2 separate regions of the Mus musculus genome follow, and region 1 is linked to region 2. Evidence: chromatin contacts called from public Hi-C data. All regions are on one chromosome and are shown on one strand. The core of a region is the stretch at or near the end of the contact, and the rest is flanking DNA. Distances in the headings are between cores, read along the strand shown.

Region 1 (3,585 bases), core at 160-2,659, 360 kb before region 2:
GAACATCCTGAGGCTGATGAGGTTCTAAGTCATGGCTAGTTTGAATTGCTGAGATGTTTGGAGTCTCAAAAACCACAAGGGCTCAAACAAAGGGTGCATTCCCTGACTCTATAGGTGCTGCTGACTATGGCAGCAGAAGTAGTGAGAGGACAGCACTGGTGACACCCTAAAGGCTCGGCACACTGGGAACAGAGCAAACAACTCCAAGCTCAGGCTGACTAAGCAGTTCACCGGCTGCTCCTGGCCTTGACCTGCAGACACATGTACCATACAGCAGAAGGTCTTGGCCTCCCAAGAGGACAGAAGAGTGACCATGTTGGCATGTATGGATCCTTAGGCTTTCCTAAAACCAACTTGTGAAAGTTTCAAAGTAAACCAGAAGGCTTAAGATAAGTCCTCTCCAAGTCAGTGAGTCCTTTCCATGAATTATGTAAATTCCCTGGCAGGGACTTCAGAGGCTCATGCAATCTAAGGGAAGCTACTGGTTTGGGCTACTCTGGGATTTAGATGAAGAAAGGGAGGGACTCATCTCCAGAGATCTGGAGCCTGGTCTAAGGCTCCTCCCTTGTACCCACCCTGCTGAAAGCAAGAGGCTAGATTACCCAGCTTGAGAGCTCCCGGAGGGTCAGGTTCCTCTGACTGCCCTTCCATCCTCTCTGACTGAGCTGTCAGTCCACACCCAAAGCTGAAGGCTCTACTGAGCCTCTGAGCCTCTTTGCGTGAGTCCCCGAAGCAGGCTTTGGACAAGGAGGTTCCAGAGCCTATATAGGTCACCTGCTGAGCTTACTCAAGACTATGCTTCCTGCTGCTGTTTTCTCACCGCAGTATTGCTATTGTGCAAATGCTTAGCAACCCATTTTTATGAGCTTTTCCTGCCTGGGGCTCTCTGAGACCAACTGGCATTATTAGGCAAGAAGATGTAGGTAACGTCAGATAGCTGTTCCATCCTGCTGTCACGCATGAGCAGAGGTCCTGCCAAGAGTCCTGGAGGGAGCTTCCTACTAGGCTTCCCTCCATTGCTTAGAAGGTTTCTAGGACTTCAGAGTCACAGGATCAATATGTGAGAGTAGTAGGGAAAGTCACAGGCTCATACAGCCAGGAGAGCAGCAGTACATAAACAAAAGAATCTGTGGAAAGGTGTTATTCCAGGGAAGGTAAGGGAAGGTATCCAAATGGATGGAGCTCACCATCCTAGTCATTAAGTCCTTACTGTGTGCCAAACACTCTACTCTGTGTGCATTTTTGTATTGGAATCCAACCCAAGAGAGACACTGCTATTCTTGTTTGGTTGGCCGGGGAACAAGAAAATCAGAGATAATACAAAGCCTGTTATAAGTGGTAGGTAGGATGAGAGTCTCCTTCTGTCCTGGATTGTTTCCTGTTCCCCATGCTTGTCTTACACCATGCTATTGAAATTACCAGCCTGGCACCTGCCTCGCCAGTGACACCATCTGCTGAGATTTATCTACAGGGTACCTGGAGTAGGCACTCAGACTGTGAAAGTTGTCAGATAGTTTATTACAGCAGGCATGATCTCTTTCCAATGTTCTACCATTCTCAAACAAGTGTATTTCTATTTCAGAGAATTTCAACAGTGTTTACAGACCACAAAGTGTCCATCCACTGGTACCTAGAGTGGACACCTCTGGTCTCAGAGTTAGACTCCACCTTCAAGAGACAGTTTTCTCCTTTGAACACTGACCAATAGTCAGCAGTTGTCGGAGATTCGGTCTGATTTTTAGAAGCACACTTTTCTTTCACCCTTCCCTCTACCACTTCCTAGAAATTTCTGTGAGGATCATTTGAGTCTTGAGTCAACTTTCCCCAAGTATTTTAGAAAGAGCAAAGTATGAGTCCATTGGAGAGTAGCCATGGCCTGCTAGAGCAACTGCTAAATTACTCTGGGCTGTTTCTAAGGCAGAACCACACTTCCAAGTGGAAAGCTTTTGCCTTCCTTGAGAACGGCTTTGCTGCTGGTTCCCATAGCAACATGGTGTGACCATGGCCTTCCTAGGTTACCGTAGGAGGATGGCAGCAGTACAGATGATGGAGATTTCATTAGACTCCTTTAGGAATCATACCCCAGGGCTCCTGAGTGGGTGGGGGCCAATGCATGCAGATGGCACAAGCTCACATCCCTGAGTTTGTTTCTTTACCGAGATGGCATTCTCTGTCTGTGTTCTTGGAGACTAGAGACTTGATAGAGAAATGTGTCCCAAAGCCCTTGAGGACCAGACCTCTCCCTGTGATGCCCAATCATAGTAACATCAGTTCAGTTGACAATTGAGAAAGGACATATCTGGAGGTGGACTGGGTTTACCCTTGTCTGTGCTCTGACGTTAACTCCCTCAGATATTGTAGCTGTCCTTAATGCTTCTGTCCCCATGGAAAACAACAGTTGAGCACTTGAGACATCCTGCCATTTCTTTACAACTAGCTGGGATGTCGGAGTACCGGGGAAAGGCTCTTTTTCTTGTTGCTCTCAGAGCTGTCCACCCATCACCAAGCCCCCCCATGTGGCATCGCTCCATCAGCACCCATCCTACCTTCTGGATACTTGTACTTGTCTGTGACATCCATGCGAGAGTTGCTGCCTACTGCCTTGGTGCTGATGTATTTGCCAATGGAGTGAGTGTCCACAGAATTCTGCTTCTGGGTGTTATTTCTATTATTATAGATCCAAGTGATGCGATCTGCATTAACCTCCGCGAAGATGAAGATCATGTCAAAATTCCGGTCCACATCACCGGCTTTGATTGCATTAACGGAAGCTGGACCGCACTGGAACACACCTGATGGCCAGAATGTAGAATTTAGATGCATGCAAACCACAGCTAAACCCATCCACTCCAGCCTGGCTAGGATCTGACTCTGGGGGCATACTGATATGACAACATAGCACTCCTCTGCCTTTACTCCAGCCAGACCTCAGCTCTAACTGTGACCCATTGGTCTAGCACAGAGCAGATACCCATCACCATCATTCTGTACCAAGTCCCTGGTCCAGCTCCACTTAAGACTTGCATGTCTCACCTGGGCAGAACCACTGAGCTCAGTCTGGTCTTTCTCTGAGGTGCTGCCTTTCTGCCTCTGAAATCACTCTAGCCCAGAGGTGTACTGACTTTCTATCTCTAGAAGTCTTTCCTGAACATCTAGTCCGTGGGATCCTTCCTCCTCAGAGTTTTTAACCCCAACCTTCACCAAAAGTAAAGGCCCAGGCCTGAGCAGAAACAAGGTGACCCATCTGAAGGGAGCCTCGCCTGTCAGAAGGCTCACAAGGAGGGAGCAGAAGCAGCGGCAGCCATTGCCGTGGGCCTGTCACAGAAAGAATAACAGGACTGACTCCAGGGCTTCTGCTGGAGGCAGAGATAGGAAGTAATTATTGGCAAGGGAGAGTATCTTTTCCCTGTTGCCTGACATATGCTAGAGCTCTTCAGTGGTAGCAACAGCCTGAGGGGGCTACAGAGGAGGGATCCATTCAAATGACATAAAATAAGGAAAAAAAATCTTCATCCTATTGTACACTATGGAGCTAGAGAGGGCTTTGGGCAAGCTCAGAGCAGCTCCAGCGGGGTTACCTTGACT
Region 2 (3,361 bases), core at 827-3,326:
GATCCTGCATCCTCACATTGCACTTAGTCTCCTAGGACTAATAGTGACAGAAGTTCAACCATGATGTCTATGGTCAAGGGGCAAGATGGAGGAACGGCTAAAATAGAGTGGGGAGGACACATATAGTAGTTATGTGTTCAGAAGGTGTTCTGGAAGCAGTCATACAATATTTCTGCTTAAACCTCACTGGCCAGATCTTGGCCACATATTCACTTTGTTACAAGGGATGCTGGGAAGTACCATCTTGGTTTCATGTAACCAAATGGTCAGGCAGGGAACCATGGGTATTGGCTTTGTTGCACATGGAACTATAAAGGGTGGTAACTCCCACAAGATGGAGAGCTTTTCTCTTTCTTGGGCAAATGCCTTTTAACCTCGCACACGTAGGCATTTGAGATGTAAAGTATTCACGACAATGGGGCGCTTCAGCATAGAGAATGAACAAATTAGCCTACGACTCTAATTTGAAATTTGTAATTGATTATAGACTTGTCGGTTTTCTGTTGAGGACCTGTGACCACTGGTGTGATGTACCAGAGGTCCTGAGATTCACTACACTTTAAGGTCTTAAATTGGATGTTCCAACGTGCTTTAAACTCTGGAAAGTTTTGCTTGTTAGGGCAAATAAGGAAAGTGTTTAAAAATGAAACCGAGTACATTAAATTAGTAAGTCCTGTGTTAAATGTTGAGGATAATTTAATTACCCACACTTGCAAAGGGGATAGATAGTTTTAATGGTGTTGACTATTAATCAAAAGTCCCTTGAAAGTGACTGCAAAGAAACAGACCAAGTTTTGAAAATTGAACTTAAAGGCTCAAGGACAACTGGGAGGTTTTTCTCAAGAAGCAATTGCAAGGCTCTGACTCTTAATTAAATAACAAGTACTTTGTTTCAAATTAAATAACAAGACTCTTTGCCTCATGACATCTCTGATCCCATGCAGAAGTAAGCTGGGCTTGGAGGTAACAAAGTTCCTGCTTGTCCCTTAGGCTCACACTCTGCCAGCCTGGGTGGGGAACTTTAAGGACCTGGAATTGGCTAGCAACAACAGAATGGGAAGAGAATGCAGGGAACAGGCACAGGAAGCAGGTACGGGGCAGATATAGGTACAGACAGACAGGTACAGGGACACCCAGACAGAGACAGACATGTATAGACAGGCACAGAGGGTAGGCACAGGTAGGTACAGCTGGCAGGCACTAGCAGGTACAGACAGGCACAGGGGGTAGGTGCAGGCAGGTGCAGTGCGCAGGTGCAGGCAGACATGGGGGTAAGCGGATGGGCAGGCACAGGTGCAGGCAGACATGGGGGTACGCGGATGGGCAGGCACAGGTGCAGGCAGACATGGGGGTAAGCGGATGGGCAGGCACAGGAGGCAGCCCAGACCCACCTTGCCGTCTCTACCTCCCAAACGAACACATTGCTCTTCACTGGAGACTTTGTTTTGGAGGAAAGGATCTGAAGGTACACCTGTATAAGAATGAGAGTTGGGACAGCCACGGAAGTCCTGAGGGGGTCTTTGAACAGAGGACAGTTTCCAGATTACCCCTAGGCTCTCTGCCTGGGAGGGGACATTTCTGCCCTAATAAAAATCAGAAGCAATCGTCACCGTTGTAGTGCCAGTTCCTGGTAGGGACACTGCTGCTTCCTATATTGACACCCGGTGCTCATCCAGCTGCTGTCTTCTCCAGAAACCACAACCTCACTCCCAGGCCACAGCCCTGTGTAGAATCTGGCTCGGAGCTAGGCGACAGCTGAGACCACTTTCTTGTTTTCACTCCGTGAAAGCAGGGCTGGCTGCCAAGAAAACTGGACTGGTAGTCACCCTCCTACTCAACGCTTAGGCTCTTTCCCTCCCTAGACTGCGCCCTTCCCCACAAGCCCTGTGTCTATGTAGAGTTGAGATACATGAAGTCCAGGCATACAGTAGGTCCTGGATTTACTTTTAGCGTCCTCTCCAGAAATCCAGTGTGCTTTATGAAGCTCTTGATAAGTCTCAAAAACAATCCTGCTCCTTTGCTACAGTCTCCACAGGTGCTTGGGGACTTGGGCATAATCACCTTGGGGTACACTATCTAAGCTCTAGAGCAAAGATGCATCCACCGCAGGGGGCAGTAACAAGCCAGGTGGCTGAAGCCAGCGGTATCTGATCTGGGCGCGCCCCCTTGTGGTCACCGGGATCAACACACTCGGGGGAGTTTTGTCACCATCTGGGTAGGCTTAAGAATCTAAATTCCAAAGTTTGGAGCTGAGACAAAAGGATGGACCATCTAGAGACTGCCATATCCAGGGATCCATCCCATAATCAGCCTCCAAACGCTGACACCATTGAATACACTAGCAAAATTTTGCTGAAAGGACCCTGATATAGCTGTCTCTTGTGAGACTATGCCCGGCCTAGCAAACACATAAGTGGATGCTCACAGTCAGCTATTGGATGGATCACAGGGCCCCCAATGGAGGAGCTAGAGAAAGTACCCAAGGAGCTAAAGAGATCTGCAACCCTGTAGGTGCAACAACATTATGAACTAACCAGTACCCCCAGAGCTCTTGTCTCTAGCTGCATATGTATCAAAAGATGGCCTAGTCAGCCATCACTGGAAAGAGAGACCCATTGGTCATGCAAACTTTATATGACTCAGTACAGGGGAACGCCAGGGCCAAAAAGTGGGAGTGGGTGGGTAGGGGAGTGGGGGGGGGAGGGTATGGGGGACTTTTGGGATAGCATTGGAAATGTAAATGAGGAAAATACCTAATAAAATATTAAAAAAGAAAAAAAAAGAATCTAAATTCCAACACTAAAAACTCTGGGTTTAAGGAGGGAACTCAGCAGTGCACTGATTATAAATGGGCAGTTATTGGCATTAAGACGAAAAGTCCTTGGGCTTTTGTAATTGTTGTTGAAATACCTTGTTCTTCAATGCTGTCTTCTTTTTGGCTAGAAATGATTAAGCAACTTCCCAGTTTCAAAGAAAAGGAAACCAGGCTTGGAATTCTTGAGCGCACCTGTGGACCTTGAACATGGATGACTACCTTTGGATTTCAGTTTCACTCAAGTACAAAACAATGCTCCTCTCCATCCACTCCAGTTTTCTCCACTTAAAAAAAAAGTATGAAGATAAATAGGGCTGCAGAGATGGCTCCAGGGTTAGAGAGCAACTGTTGCTTTTGTGAAGGACCCGGTTCAGTTCCTTGTACTCAAGTAGTAATTCACAACCATTTTAACTCCAGTTCAAGGGGATCCAATGCCCTTCTCTGACCTCCCTGGGTCAGGCATGGGTGTGGTGCACTCAAATACATCCAGGCAAACTAGGCATACATATAAAATAAGACTAGAAATTAAAACAGCCTATGATATTT

The links. A called contact is a pair of places that touch in the nucleus more often than the background predicts.
Region 1: a Hi-C map of cortical neurons shows a contact between it and region 2, with 2.8 times the contacts expected there. The contact joins two enhancer-like sites. A contact is called at or near these places in 1 of 15 datasets of contacts at CTCF or cohesin (large pre-B cells), 5 of 484 Hi-C or Micro-C datasets (the C2C12 cell line, cortical neurons, embryonic stem cells and 1 more) and 1 of 115 datasets of contacts at active chromatin or transcription factors (acute myeloid leukemia).

What each region holds. Positions count from the first base shown.
Region 1 is chr2:130,037,570-130,041,154 of GRCm38.p6, reverse strand. Tgm3 (transglutaminase 3, E polypeptide) reads right to left here. Exons shown (of 13, transcript NM_009374.3): 8 at 3,579-3,585; 9 at 2,547-2,792. Among named protein-coding and RNA genes, the nearest start is that of Mir6339, 23 kb to the right of the region's middle. Within about 2 kb of position 1,409, at least 28 of the 459 cell types and tissues checked have an H3K27ac peak or open chromatin away from gene starts, as enhancers often do. A contact at or near this core is called in cortical neurons, where this site is marked.
Region 2 is chr2:129,673,891-129,677,251 of GRCm38.p6, reverse strand. No RefSeq gene overlaps it. Among named protein-coding and RNA genes, the nearest start is that of Pdyn, 24 kb to the left of the region's middle. Within about 2 kb of position 2,076, at least 10 of the 459 cell types and tissues checked have an H3K27ac peak or open chromatin away from gene starts, as enhancers often do. A contact at or near this core is called in cortical neurons, where this site is marked.